Regions from separate parts of the Mus musculus genome. Here regions 1, 2, 4 and 5 are each linked to region 3. A link is a contact called in public HiCAR-type, HiChIP or PLAC-seq and promoter capture Hi-C data. All regions are on one chromosome and are shown on one strand. The core of a region is the stretch at or near the end of the contact, and the rest is flanking DNA. Distances in the headings are between cores, read along the strand shown.

The links. Promoter capture Hi-C pulls out the DNA fragments that hold promoters and counts their contacts. HiCAR-type assays count read pairs that join an accessible place to other places. HiChIP or PLAC-seq counts read pairs in DNA pulled down with a chosen protein or histone mark.
Region 1: a HiCAR-type map of astrocytes shows a contact between it and region 3, with 4 times the contacts expected there. The contact joins the promoter of Rhbdd1 here to the promoter of Cul3 in region 3. A contact is called at or near these places in 4 of 39 promoter capture datasets (cranial neural crest, hippocampal neurons, liver and 1 more), 2 of 484 Hi-C or Micro-C datasets (both in the G1E-ER4 cell line) and 4 of 115 datasets of contacts at active chromatin or transcription factors (astrocytes, embryonic forebrain, embryonic stem cells and 1 more).
Region 2: a contact with region 3 is called in a promoter capture Hi-C map of pre-B cells. The contact joins the promoter of Farsb here to the promoter of Cul3 in region 3. A contact is called at or near these places in 5 of 39 promoter capture datasets (the C10 cell line, the HPC-7 cell line, liver and 1 more), 1 of 484 Hi-C or Micro-C datasets (uterus), 1 of 115 datasets of contacts at active chromatin or transcription factors (large pre-B cells) and 1 of 9 other capture datasets (liver).
Region 4: a promoter capture Hi-C map of pre-B cells shows a contact between it and region 3, with 7 times the contacts expected there. The contact joins the promoter of Acsl3 here to the promoter of Cul3 in region 3. A contact is called at or near these places in 3 of 39 promoter capture datasets (the C10 cell line, cranial neural crest and pre-B cells), 2 of 484 Hi-C or Micro-C datasets (both in embryonic stem cells), 5 of 115 datasets of contacts at active chromatin or transcription factors (astrocytes, embryonic forebrain, embryonic stem cells and 2 more) and 1 of 9 other capture datasets (liver).
Region 5: an H3K4me3 HiChIP or PLAC-seq map of pro-B cells shows a contact between it and region 3, with 9 times the contacts expected there. The contact joins the enhancer-like site here to the promoter of Cul3 in region 3. A contact is called at or near these places in 2 of 39 promoter capture datasets (liver and pre-B cells) and 3 of 115 datasets of contacts at active chromatin or transcription factors (extraembryonic endoderm stem cells, large pre-B cells and pro-B cells).

Annotation. Positions count from the first base shown.
Region 1 is chr1:82,315,198-82,317,897 of GRCm38.p6, forward strand. Rhbdd1 (rhomboid domain containing 1) reads left to right here and starts at 1,382. Exons shown (of 7, transcript NM_029777.3): 1 at 1,382-1,451.
Region 2 is chr1:78,487,520-78,490,219 of GRCm38.p6, forward strand. It overlaps Farsb (phenylalanyl-tRNA synthetase, beta subunit), which reads right to left and starts at 1,378. Exons shown (of 17, transcript NM_011811.4): 1 at 1,266-1,378. The coding sequence starts at 1,323.
Region 3 is chr1:80,339,329-80,342,028 of GRCm38.p6, forward strand. It overlaps Cul3 (cullin 3), which reads right to left and starts at 1,362. Exons shown (of 16, transcript NM_016716.5): 1 at 918-1,362. The coding sequence starts at 983. It overlaps Gm39667 (a long non-coding RNA gene), which reads left to right and starts at 1,585. Exons shown (of 2, transcript XR_865570.2): 1 at 1,585-1,822; 2 at 1,900-2,700.
Region 4 is chr1:78,656,538-78,659,237 of GRCm38.p6, forward strand. It overlaps Acsl3 (acyl-CoA synthetase long-chain family member 3), which reads left to right and starts at 1,288. Exons shown (of 15, transcript NM_001033606.2): 1 at 1,288-1,566. It overlaps Utp14b (UTP14B small subunit processome component), which reads left to right and starts at 1,288. Exons shown (of 3, transcript NM_001001981.3): 1 at 1,288-1,566.
Region 5 is chr1:78,701,342-78,704,100 of GRCm38.p6, forward strand. It overlaps Acsl3 (acyl-CoA synthetase long-chain family member 3), which reads left to right. Exons shown (of 15, transcript NM_001033606.2): 12 at 1-119; 13 at 2,145-2,259. Among named protein-coding and RNA genes, the nearest start is that of Gm38631, 17 kb to the right of the region's middle. Within about 2 kb of position 1,255, at least 95 of the 459 cell types and tissues checked have an H3K27ac peak or open chromatin away from gene starts, as enhancers often do. A contact at or near this core is called in pro-B cells, where this site is marked.

The sequences.
Region 1 (2,700 bases), core at 132-2,631, 2.0 Mb after region 3:
CTTTTTATGATTCAGGATGTCATATAGACTAAGCTGGTCTTGAAGTTATATAGCTGAGGCTGTCCTTGAACTCCCAATCTTCCTGTCTCTACCTTCAAACTGTGGGGTCATTAGTGTTCACCATCACAGCCTGCTCCCCAAGAACATTCCTAAGCCCTGTCTATTTACAATTGCATTTTTTTTGAGATTACTGATTTGAGACTTGATTTGCGGCTCTTTTAAAGTCACTTCTGCACTTAAAAACAAGATAATAACAAAAACAGTGTAAGTATAGAAAGGGGTAGACTGACAGAGAATATAAAGCAAGAGTATATTAATGGAATGGATGCATAGAATTGGTGGGAAGAACAAATAGAGACCTCTCCTTTTGAGAAATTGCATTCATGTTTTCTTCCTAAGGAGATATATTTCTACATGCAATTTAGTTCCCCCTACTCACTTGGGTTCCATTTCCAGGAATGCAGTTTCGCAATGTCAGTCTTGGACTTACATACCCCCCCACTTTTTTTTATACCTGAAAGGGGTTAAATTATAAGAATTCATTCTTGAATTTGCTAAGAATTTTGTCACTTGAAATTCTCATCTATATCTCCTAATAGTGTGGGAAATTTTCATTCAAATTCCAACTACAAGGGAAAATTTTTTAGGAGAATTTCTTCTGTTATACAATAGAAGATTAACTTTTGGGGGACTGGGAAGTTTTTAATATGCTAACTAGACGTGGCTACTAAGCCTTTTGGTAAATATACCTGCACCCAATTCATGCCTTGAAAAGGTGGAGCTCTCCTCTAATTACTAGAAAAATAATTACACCAAACATCGTTTTCTTGTAGGACACAAATGCAGCATTGCCTTTAGAAGAAGCTGCCCATGAAACTGGTTCCACGTTAGAAGGAGAAAATTGCATCAAACGACCTAAGTCACAAAAACCTTTTCTCACGAGCCCTTAAAGCAGTAAACAGGCTAAGCAGTGTGGCCTCGTGTTTGTGCTTGGGGAATGAAATGTACACCGTGGCCCTGTTTCGCCGGCCTACTTTCTGGGATAAGCAGCTCTCCTGAGGCCCATTGGGAACAGCTACTGTCTCCACCGTCCACTTGGTAGACTACACTGCACCGGGAAGAAACTTTGGCCTTGAGGGAGCTGGCCATAGGCGACTCATGCGCTGTGCGCGTGGTAAGTGATTATTAGTTAGTTATGGCTGTAAAAGCACACCGACACCCTTGTTGCTAAGGGTTGAATAGGATGAGCGCTACGCATTAGCTAGAGGAAGCCGAAAAGGCAGTACGAAGCACGGAGCATGCGCAGACTGCCGCTCCTTTCCCTAGGCCGCCGGAAGTGGAGCCTGCGGAATCGGCGTCCGTGCCGGAAGTTGAGTCTCCGGATTCGGCGTCCAGACGTAGTGACGCACGAGCGCGGGAGTACGTGAGGACGCAAGCGGGTCTTAGAGAGAGTGAGTTTCCGCGTCTCTTCAGCTGAGTGTATGGCATCGCTTTTGTGCGGCGTGTGTTGCGGCTTCCCGGGACCACGGATGGCGGGGCCGGGGCTGAGATCCGGGCCGCTGCGGGCCGGGCGGAAGCGCTGCTATGGGGCCAGCCAGGGTCCGCTGGGCGGAAGTGCTGCTTAGGGACCGGGCGGAGGAGCCGGCCCGCCGGGTCCGGGTCTTCTTCTCCCCTCCGGCCGGCCGGGATGGGGTCGCAGGGGCAGTCGCACCGGTACCGCTTCCCTGGCTCATGGAGATCTAGGCTGCCCGGATAGGCTTTTGCGAGGTTCCTCCGACTTCAGGAAGTTTGAGGCGAAGTTGCATCAGCTTGCACAGAGCTTGCAGTGGCAGGTGGTTGGGGGGGCGGCCACTTCTGTCTCAAACACACAGACCCATCCTAACCTCTGTAAGGCTGTCTGTACCACAGAATAGAGGACAGACATACACCCGAGGGACTTCACCTCTTCTCTTTTCACACATGCCTTTCCGTTTTTCCAAAACAGGCATTATTTAAAACAACAACAACAACAATAACAACTGTAATATCTAATTATTGCACGGTTAAGATTCAGTTGTCAGACTCATTTATAAAAGTCCCTTTCAGTAGCTTCATGACACCAGGTTTTCTTTGGGGGGGGGGGCATGGTGCCAGGTTTTTTGTTTTTTTTTTTTTTTCCCCCTCTACTTTTCATCCCAACGTCCTAACCTCATTTACCTTCTTCCTGCTTCTATTACTGATTCTGCTTCGGATCTTCTAGTGTTCTGGTACATTCCAGGAGAGCAAGTGCTCCTGCCTTGGTCCTGGGTTTGCTCTCCATCAACAGCATCTTCTGAGGGAATTGTTGGCAGTACAGATTTTAGTGTCATACCCCTTTGAGCAAGCCTTTCGGTCCATTCTAGCACTTCCGGGTACTGAGTTCGACGAATAACAGCGTAAAAAGTACTCACTCGTTATGGAATTTTATACATAATGAGGTTAGAGTAAGGTGAGGTATTTTCTAGATCTGGAATCTTGACCGAATCATTTAACTGTGACTTCATAGTACTAAGTGTTGACATGTGAAAACAAGTGGGTAGCAATAACCCATACAAAACACTCCAAGAGAAGTTACTAGACCTGCATGAAGAAAGCGCACAGGTCGTGGAGGAAGGACGAGGTGTAGGGTTAGAGAGCAGTTGGAGTGCATGATTTTATGACTGCTGCAAAGACTTTTATCCC
Region 2 (2,700 bases), core at 128-2,627, 1.9 Mb before region 3:
TTAGAGTAACAGGGCAAGTGAGGTATATTAATAAGCTTACTATATAAGGGAAACTGGTTAGGAAATTAAAACCACATTCCAAAAGCAAAGCGATTTCCTGTTTCTAAGGCCTTGGTCACAACTATAATTGTATCACTTGGGAGACTGAGTCAGGAGGATTGCCACAAGTTTAGAGTCAGCCTGGACTTCAGAATAAGGTTCTGTCTCCAAAAGAACAACGACAAAATCCGACAAACACAGGGGGTGAGTAATATCTAAAGTCCATCCTTAGGAAAAAAAAATCTTAAAAGTTTACTTGTACGACATCAGTACTGTGGTGTTATGAACCTGCTCCATTTTGTCCTCTAATTTTGGCCTCTAATACTCAAAAACAAGGAGGCTCTCATAAAACACTCGCTCTGACCTTTATAGAAGCTGATAACTACAGGGTGAGGCTGATACCATTTCAACTTACTACATCTGTGTTGGAAATGATAATTTGACTAATATTTACCTCCCTTCCCCCCCCCCCCACAATGGTTTAGTTTTAGAACTGAGAAAGAGGGAAGTGTGTCATGAATGCTAAGCCCATAGAAGTGATTCCATTTAGGGGTCAAATCAATGTTAACTATCAAATGCTACCCCTGCACAAAACCTGGTTTCCTTTCCCAGAAACATTTAGCATGTCCAATAAACCGTTTTACTAACATCATGGTTTGTTATTTTTCTCATGTATGTGTCATGTGCACAGCTCTACTCCCAAACACTGCCTGACACACTTCTGGAGCCTGGTCAACACTAAAATAAAGCCAATGCCGGGCTTGGTGGCACACGCTTGTTATCCCAGCACTCAGAAACTGAGGCAAGAAGACCGACAGTTCGAAAACAGCCTGGGCTACATAGTGAGACCCGCATCTTTCTTAAACGTCTCCCCTTCGCTGTCAATCTGGTTCCACAGCCTACAGTTGTGATGGAACCCAGGGTACGTTTCCTCGTCTGTGTCCCGACACCAAAGTCCGTGCTGGGCACGGAGTTGGAGCTCGGTCTCTAAATGAATGACACGGAGAGCCCGACACGCGCTGATGATGCAACGGAGCCACCGCGGAGCTGGTTCCGAGAAGCTACTTCAGCGCAGCCGAGTCTCCTCGCCCAGCAGCGCGCCCCTGAGGACTCTGGCCGTGCCGGGCCAAACCCCACGTAGCGGCATGAACGCCGCCAGCACGTTCTTCTGCAGGGCGAGCAGACTTCCCCAGGCACCGAGCCCAAGCCACGGGGCGGGCACTCACTGTAGGTCCGGCCCAGGGCTTGGAAGAGCAGGTCTCGCTTTACGCTGACAGTCGGCATGGCGAGTCGTGGACACTGCGCCTGCGCCACATGCGGGGCCTCAGCGACCCTAGAGTGAAGGACCCGACGCTCCGCTCTTGGGCTGTCTCACGTGATGCCTGTCTAAATTCAACCATTTGCACATCCGTTTTCCAGCCGAATATAGGAAAACACCTCTCTCTGGATTATTTAACATAGTTCTGTTGTGACGATAACCAAAAAGTTTGGAAAATAGGTGTAATCGGGTGGAATTATCTCTATTTTGACAGGCAAGAGTGAGAACAGACCTCAGAGGCCTGGATGCTTCCCAAAGCCCTAGGGAAGATGCCAAGTTGGGTAGGCGGAGCGCTAGATTGGTGGGAAGGACTTCCAGGTAGAGAAGTCCGCCCAGAGGTATTTGAAAAGCAAGGTAAACGGATGCAAGACTTCCTGCAAAGAAGAATATGCAAATACTAATGGCAAGGTCTGTTAACAGGCCACATTTTTTTACTTTTTTGAGACAGGTTTCTCTGTCGCCTTGACTGTCCTGGAACTCGCACTATAGACTAGGCTGGCTTTGAACTCCGAGAACTTTTGAGATCCGTACCTCCCTAGTGCTGGGATTAAAGGCATGCGCCACCACTGCCGGGCTTTTACTTAATCCTTTAACCCTCTTGAAACTACAGATTTTATACCCGAGCCTTGTTCGAACGCAGCAGCAGCCCTGTGGGTAGGCGTTGTTAGAGACCGCAGGACTTTTCTGTCAGATGCTGTACTCAGCCTAAAAAGTGCACGAGCAGATTTGCTCCTTAGAATAACTCTGAGGGACAGTACGTCAAATCATGGGCCACTGAGATGTCAGGACTTAATCCCGTGTAGCCTGCAAATGCTACTTTATGTGGTATCAGAGCCTATGTGGAATAAGCTAAGGGTTTTGAGATGGAACTTAGCCTAGGTTATTAGGATGGGCCCTAAATGCAATTGACTGTAGACTCAATAAGCGGAAGGCAGTGATTCCAGTAAGGTCACTAAAAAAAATAAAGTCAGTAGTCTTCGAAACTGGAAGAGATAAGGAGGGAAATCTCTCCTAGCCTATTCAGCAGCCCCCAAAACACTTGGATTTGGGCCAGTGAAATTGCTTTTGGGTTTCTTGCCTCCAGAACTTGAATATAACAAAGTTCTGTTTCATCTCATTCATTATTCTTTATGATTTGAGATAAAGGCTCAACTCTATAGCTGAAGCAGTCCTGGAACTCATCCTGTAGCTCTGGATGGCCAGAAATTTTCAGAGTTTTAAGGTGTCCTGAAAGACAAGAATATAAGTTACCTCACCAGACTCAAGTTTCTGTTTGAAATCAAAAGTTTGTAGTACTTCCTTTCAGCAGCCATGAAAAAACAAATACATCAAAGCAGGAAGAT
Region 3 (2,700 bases), core at 112-2,611:
CAGAATGCTTATGAGTCTTAGAAGGGAAAAACAACCTCCCTCCGTTTTACTTTTACAATTCTGCTCCACTGATGGCTTGTCTATTTGACATTTACCTGTCACTGTAGCGACACGAGCAAGTACGTCCAGTTTGTTACAACAGGACATTTTAATTGCCTGCCACTGGCTATCTGATCGAGGCATGACATCCAAAGTTACATACTACTCCATCTACTAAACACCGCAAGCCTATGACTCAACGTAACGCCAAGAGGAAAAGTTTCTGAAGAGCAAATGTTTGCTGTCGCTAAAAACGTACAAGGTAAAACAAGTCTGAGTGGCAACTATTCTTGGGGACCTCCTTGACTAAGACACGGAAAAGCTGTGCCTGGCCCTCCAAGAAGTGGAGGGGCGATTCTGAACCGGAGTGGGTCAAGCGCTTAGGAAGCTTTGCAGGATCAAGGATGCTATAAATACTATGCTCCTAGTGTTTTGCCAGTGGGCATTTCTAGCATCTCTGTCAGTGAGTGGGGCAGTGGGATGGCAAGACCGCCCCTGACTACGGAGTCGAGCAGAGGTGGACAGTCCTCCCCACCGCCGTAAAAGCCGAGCCGGCTCCTTCTGGAAACCGCACGCTAAAAGTTACACACACGCCCCACGCGACGGGTGCGGCGGCCACAGCGCGCATCCCCTCAGGGCCGCGGCCCCCGAGGCCCGAGCGAAGGAGGCCCCGGGGCGGCCGGGGCGCGGGGAACGGCCCCGGAGGTGGCCGACCCGGCCCCGCGCCGCCCCGTTGCCGGGAAGCCTCGCGCTCCGCCACCGGCGGCGGCCGTGGGGGGAGGGGAGGCCGGCTGCGGCCTGTTGGCGGAGTTCAGCCCCGGCCTCGCGTGCGGCTCCGGGCCGCGGCTCCCGGTCCCGGGCGCCGAGGACCGACTCACCGGAAAGGCCCGGATCCGCATCTTGGTGTCCTTCCGGCTGCCCGTGCCTTTGCTCAGATTCGACATGGTGCTCGGCCCCTCCCCGGCGGCGGCGCTGACGGCGGCGGCGGCTGCGGCTCGCACTCGGAGGCGCCGGTGTCACATTGAAGGCGGGAGGGCAGCCGCGGGGCTCGGCGGGGGGCGGCGGCGCGGCCCCCGGGCTGGGCTGGGCGGCGGGCCGGCCCCTGGGCGGCCGCGGCGGCGGGGGCGGCGGCTCGGGCTCGGGCGGCTCGGGCTCGGCCGGGGGCTGCGCTGGCGCGGCGGCTCCGCGGGCTTCCCCTCGCGCCGGGCTCGGCTCCCTTTATCGCGCTCCTCCGCGATGGCGGCGGCGGCGGCGACGGACAAACATCTCACTGCGCAGGCCGAACGTCCTCCTCCTCCTTCTCCTCCTCCGCCTCAGCGAGACGAGATCCGGCCCAGAGGGTGGAGGGGGGAGGAGGGAGGGAGGAGAGCGGAGAGTGGAGAGATGGGGGAGGGGGCGGGAGGACGGGAGGGGAGGCGGGAGGCCGCGGCGGGCACGTCAGATCTCGCGAGATCGGGGCGGGCGCGCGGTCGGGGGCGGGGTGGGGCGAAGCCCGGGAAGGGAGGGCGCAGGGAGAAGTGGGGTCTGAACGTGGTGGGGAGGGGGGAGAGGGGTGGATTAAGGAATGGGCGTAGTCAGCGCCCTGGGGGGCGGGGCCTGGTGCAGGAGACGTAGGCTGCGTTTTCAAAAGAGGAGCGTCGGAGACCCCAGTAGGCTGAGGTGGCTTCTGATTGGTGGAGCGCGAAGGTGGTGGGTCACGTGGGTAGTGGGCGGGGGAATTTCCGGAAGGGGGAGAGGGGAGTGTTGTGTTGTGGGCTGGCGGGGCTGAGCTTGGCCCTAGTAGGTAGGTAGTCCTGGGAAAGGGCGTGGGGTGCGAGGAGGAAGGTTCTACGTCCTAGAACTGCTCCTGTGTTTTTCTAGGGCACGTGGCCTAGGGATGGGTACTTGAGCCCAGCCAGAAACTTGAAAGCAGGGTTTGTGCTTGAGTTACCTGCAGACTGCGAAACCAGTGTCCTGTTTTTAGCTAGGTGTTGCAGCGCCTCAGAATCAACCCGGCCTTCTTACACTGTACAAGCTCCTGGGTTTGTTCATTAGTTGATACCTTCTGGAGGATCCAGAGCCCACTAATGTTAAAACCCGGTTTTTGTTTGTGCCGAAATAAAACAAATGCCTAATATACTACAATATTGTGTTAAACATACGACCATTTCCAAGAACAGTATAGATCATTAAAACCAAAAGCACTGTGAAATTAAGTTTGCTGTAGGTTTGGAGACATTTTTCTATTTGTTCGGGGACTCTTATCCTATAGTCGAAATGTCCAATTCGACTGCTTTTGGCTTCTAATTCAGTATGAATCCTACATCTACCTTGCATACTTGCTCATTTGCTGTTTCCAACGCCCCTGGGAAATCTGAGATTCTCCCAGTTTTGGATCTTCCCATTTTGAGTGAACTGTTGTTGGGATTAGCACCTACAATTGAAATTGGTGGCCCATGACCTTAATCCCAGCATTTGGGAAGCAGAGGCAGGTGGATTTCTGAGTTCGAGGCCAGCCTGGTCTACAGAGTGAGTTCCAGGACAGCCAGGGCTACACAGAGAAACCCTGTCTTGAACACCCTTCACACACCCCCGCCCTCCAAAAGGGAAAACTTGATAAAGCTTGTTTATTTATGGTTGAATTGACCCTAAATTATTTGTAATGACTAAGCTTAGAGAGTT
Region 4 (2,700 bases), core at 38-2,537, 1.7 Mb before region 3:
ATTCTGCATTCCTTTTATTGGCAGGGTTTCCTTGGGAAATGTGAAATTCCTAGTAGGAGCAGGCTGCTTGAGTCAAACACTATCTGTTCTTTCAGGCAATTAGACTGGCTAGGGGCCCAAGGTGAGTGAGTGAGCTGGCTTTGTAGAGTGTATCATGGCTCCACCTAGCTCAAGTCCTGGCAGCCTCCTCGGAGTTTTTAAGATTGTCCTGGGAAGTGAGCCTCTTTCTGCCTTAGCTTGAGGCTAGCACAGCAACTCGACCTTTCACCTACTTAAAGAAAAGTTCACAGACCAACTAAATAATAGGTTAGGTTAAGAAAAAACAACTCTGCTACGAACAGTCTCTTTCTAATATTACACTCCAGTGGCTGATTTAGTCATTTGTGTTTTGCTGGGTGAATGTTTTGAGTGGGGGGAGGCAGTTGTAAAATAAATGCCTATATCCTGATGTAGTGTCCAAGAGGATCTATACAATGGCAAACTAAACAACACACACAGTCATAAAGATTCATAAAGCTTTTTTTTTTTTTTTTTTTCCGAGACAGGGTTTCTCTGTATATCCCTGGCTGTCCTGGAACTCACTTTGTAGACCAGGCTGGCCTCGAACTCAGAAATCCGCCTGCCTCTGCCTCCTGAGTGCTGGGATTAGAGGTGTGCGCCACCACGCCCGGCTGATAAAAGATTATTTTTGAGTAAAGTTTCATCCTTTGCAAACATGAAATGTGGGTATGCGAAGATTTACGAGTAAACGGGATACACGCTGCATTAAACGAAGCCCATGCAAGAGAAATAATACAGGGCATGCTTTGAGCTTTCCCCTTCACAAGCATTTTCAAACGTCATTTTTTTTTTTTTCTCTTTGCAAGATTTGCTAGAAATCCGTGTTCAAACTAGGATAACGAACCCAGTCCTGAGAAGAATGGGGAAAAAAAAAAACAAGCAGGTTATTTCTTCGTTTATATTGAGATTTATGCATCGCAGCAGTGAAGGCGGGTTTTGCAGTTCTCAGCGGGGGCACCCTGGACGCCTCAGGTCTTCCCGCCCTGCGCCCCCTGCCCAGCTCCCCTCTGCAGCTGCTGTAGCTGCGGGTCCGTCCCGCCGCTCCCCTCCCCAAGGGCTCAATCCCCGCCCTGCGAGGGCCCCAGTCGGGTCCAGCCGTCGGCGGCTCCGCAGAATGACCCATAGTAACCTCGCCCCGCCCCTGCCGCCAGCACCGCGCTCCCCAGGCCGGCATTTGATAGGCCGAGCCCCGCACGCGCCACCGCCCGCGGGCCAATGGGCGGCGGTCTCTTTGCATATGCAACGAGCGCCAGCCCGGGGTGCGCGTCCAGGACTGCGGCTCAACAGACGCTGCTCAGCCGGCGCCCGGGAAACGTCGCTGCGGTTGTGGCCGCGGTCGCGGGCTCGGACGAGGAGGCGGCGGCAGAGCGGGAGGCTGAGCCGGCAGCAGGCGGTCGTCCCCGTCTCGCAGGGCGGCCCCAGCAGCTGCGTCAGGGTCCTGAGGAGGTGGCGCTGGGCAGGAGCCGCTCTGAGGAGCAGCCAGGCCTGCGTGGGTCGGAGCCCGCGGTGAGTGCGCGCAGCGCCCGTTGTGAGGCGATGAGGGTCGCGGGATGGCGGCCAGGCCTCCCTCCTCCCACTCGGCGAGCGTGCATGCCGCTCGCCGGTGCCTGAGGGGACTCCTGGGCCGCGGGGTGCTGGGCCGTGGCGAGGGTCGGGGAAACGGGGGTTGGTGGAGGGTGAGTGGCGAGTAGGGCGTCCTCGCGGATTCGGGGAAACCGCCGGCGTGGAGCTGCGGGCGCGGGAGGAAGGATGCACCGCGGCCTCCTCCGCGGGCGCGGGCACGTGGGTGGGGTCGTCCCGCTCCACGCGGCCGCGCGGCGTCCGTGGGAGGTACCAGCGCCCAGAGGGTCCCTGAAAACTGCGGGTGTGGGACAGGAAATGCGGGTGCGGGCGGTGGGAATGGCGTGGGGAACCTCTGGTGTCTCCTCCTAAGTGCGTTTTAGTCTCGGACGAGTCAGTCATGAGATGCATACATAGGCAGCCCCGGGGGTCACTTGTGATCCCCGTGATGGGATTTCACAGATGAAGATCCAACTGTATGGTCCGTTCTGGTTCTAGAACAGGTATTCCGATCACTTGTACATAGAGCCCCTCAACTTAGAAAGGGCAGGACAGTTTTTGGGAATCCAGTGGAAACTAGAGAGGGGGGATTGATAACTGCCTAGAATGACAGAGCTGGCATTTACTGAGCTTTTTTTAAAGGCCACACACCAAGAACTTTGTGCATGGCTATGTTTACATTGTTAGTCCACCGGGACGGTCGCACATTCTCAGTTTTACAGCGAGAGAGCCTGCACTGTGGACACGTTAACTTAGCCCAGATCTGAGCTACTAGGAGAAGCTTGAGCCCCAGGAGGGCCTGTCTGAATCTAGAACAAATCTCTGATGGCTTTAGTAGCAACAGCCCTCTGTTGGTGTTTGAATGGTTTCCGTGGCTTTGGGTTTCTAGGTTCTTTTGGGTCTTAGGGGTTCTGCAGAGCTGTAGTTTGGTGTTTTTGTTTTTCCTGTTTGTTTTAGGCTGTTTTGTATGCGCACTTTGGCTCTGAGTGTTGTTGAAGGGTGCTGCTGAGTTGCCCCTAGAAGTGCATGCAAAGCTTATTACAGAGAGGGAAGTGTTGGGACTTGAGAGTGCGTTTTCTG
Region 5 (2,759 bases), core at 5-2,504, 1.6 Mb before region 3:
GTACTACAAAAATGAAGCAAAAACAAAGACAGATTTCTTTGAAGATGAAAATGGACAGCGGTGGCTGTGCACTGGAGATATTGGAGAGTTTGACCCTGACGGCTGTCTGAAGATCATTGGTGAGTATTGCGTCCTTTTAAAAAGCTTATGTGTATGACTGTTTTGCCTCCATGTATGTATGTGTACTGCATGTATGCACGATGTCCTCGGAGGTCAGAAGAGGGTGGCCAAGTCCTCTGGAGCTGGAGTTACAGATGGTTGTGAGCCACCACCATATGGGTGCTGGGAACTGAACCCAGGTCCTCTGCCAGAGTACTACATGGTCTTAAATGTTGAGTCATCTTTTAAGCCTCTGAATTCTTTCTTGAAAGTGTTTTCCCAGATGACTTTACAAAGTGGTGCCTGTGTTTACAGAGACTGTTTTACTAGTGAAAGAGCTTATCTCTGTAATATTGAGGGGGGCTTTTATATCATTTCTGAAATATAACATTTTAAAGAGAGACTAAAGTGTTCTTAAAGCTTGGCATGTTATGAATACGGTTGCAAAAGCTGTTCAGCCACAGATTTGTGGTCATTAGTCACTCTCTACTGTTGGTGTAGGGAATGCTTGTTTTTGTTAGCTGCCTGGCTAGGTTATTGTGCAGTGCTTGTGGTCTGAACTTAGTCCTGGCTTTGCCCAGGAAAACCAAGGAAAGCCTGGCAAGTCAAGTACTGTGACCTACAAGGCAAAACACCTTTCGTGCTTCTGCTGCAGTTTGTTCAGCTTCAGTAGTGCCAGATGCATCCTGGGGTTATTCGGGGCTTCCTGGGAGACACAAGCAAGCATCTGCTTACCCCACATAGGGGACAGATGACAGACTAAATGCTGGTGCCACCAGCGTCCAACTTGGTGAACTAGTGAGTGTCACTGGAGTTCCTTATGGAGTGAGTGCAGGTGAGCAGGAATGACTAGAGACAGATGCAGCAGCAGCGAAAGTCCACCCCAGCATGGGTGAGAGCCCACAGAAGCTGGCGTCCTGGAGCGTCCTGCTTGACCTTGCTGGCAGCTTGACAAGGTGAAGCAGTCTCTTCTTGGCAGCCCAGTTGGTCTGAGCATCCTCTGGGCAGCTTGCTTGGTTTATTTGACAGTGTCTCTTAGAAGTCTTTACTGCTTGTGCAAGCTTGAGGAGGGAGGAGTCGAGTGCGTCTGGTGAGCGTCAGGGACTTCTAGTGTACTGGTTCTCAACCTTACTATGCTGCAACAGAGAACTGCTGTCCTAGGGCTTCTGAGTCATTTCCTCAGTGGGCCTCCTGTTTTTATGACATGTGGATCTTGCGGCGCTTCCCTGCAGGTTAGAAAGTTTCATTGAGAGTTTTGTCCTGTAGGAAATTGTTGACAACACCTGGTCTTGATACCCTGAAGGCCAAAAGGAGCTGAGGCTTCCCGACCTCTGCTCCACATCCTGTCTCACTGAGAAAGGCAGACGGCTTCCAAAGCATCGTCTGCCTCTCTGCACATTTGCGGGTCAGGCCTAGGCCTGTGCCACCCTATCTATCATAAGGATCTCCGCTGTGCTGCTGCACACCTCTCCAAACCTTTCCACTTCCAGTGTGTAATGACGACACCTCATAGTTCTAAGAAACCTTTAATAGCTGCTAGGGGTTGTGTTCAGGGAGCCTCTATCACCCAGCTGCCATTCACCTCCCACCTCTTGAATTGTTTCCTTCCTCTTTATGCTTCAGTGTTTGAGTTGACACAGCTCCGGTCAATAAAAGTCACTTCAGGCCCCACTTGCAAGGATTCCTTCCCAGCCCACAAGTTGGCTGTGTTGTGTGGGTGCTGTGTTTCTGTTCCTCTTTCCTGGTGTGCCTTTGCCCATTGCAGTGCAAAGCTGCTTTCCCTCTGCACTAGTGAGTGTCAGGAGCGCAGCAGCTCAGCAGAATATATTCAAGCCATAAGGATGATGTCCCTTAAGTACAATATTTTCCACAAGAGAATTTACTTAATTGTAAAAGATTAGGGTCTGACTTTATTGTATAATCTCAACTTTAGGGCAGCCATCCATGCTTAGTTGAGAAAAGTTTTAAATGACTTGGTGAGAGTATTCCTATGTGCTTAAGGTGTTAATGACTGTTCTCAATATTTCTGCCTTTGCCCTTTGCAGACCGTAAAAAGGACCTTGTGAAACTACAGGCAGGAGAGTACGTTTCTCTCGGGAAAGTAGAGGCAGCTTTGAAGAACCTCCCACTGATAGATAACATTTGTGCGTATGCAAACAGGTGAGCTCCTGGAGTCTGGGCTGCGGTCTAGAAGTTGGCAGGTGTGCCGTGAGCAGTTGCAGCCGTGTGCTGCGGTATAAAAGTTGGTGGGTGTGCTGGGTGTGCCGTGAGCAGTCGAAGCCCCTGTGGGGCCACCACCTCCTCTGCATAGCTAGTGAGCCGGAACTTCCTGGGATGCTCTCCTCTGTAAGTGTCCTGAGTGACAGAGTTGGGGAAATAAGTTCTTATGCTGCCTCAGTACCTCTGCACAGGGAGGCTTTGCAGACCCAGTCAGCTGCAAGGGCATAAGTAGTAGCTCCCTACAGTCCTCTCTTCTGTCCTGACCTGCAGCTTGGCCATGCTTCCTGCTGGCCTGGCTCACCACAACCTCACAGCCCAGGATATCATAGGCAGCAGGGAATGGAAGTGTAAATTTAGAAGCCTAGAGGTGTATTGGGAACTGATGGAATCTGAGATTAGACCTGACTGCATTTCTGTAATAGTAAGTGAAGTAACTTAAT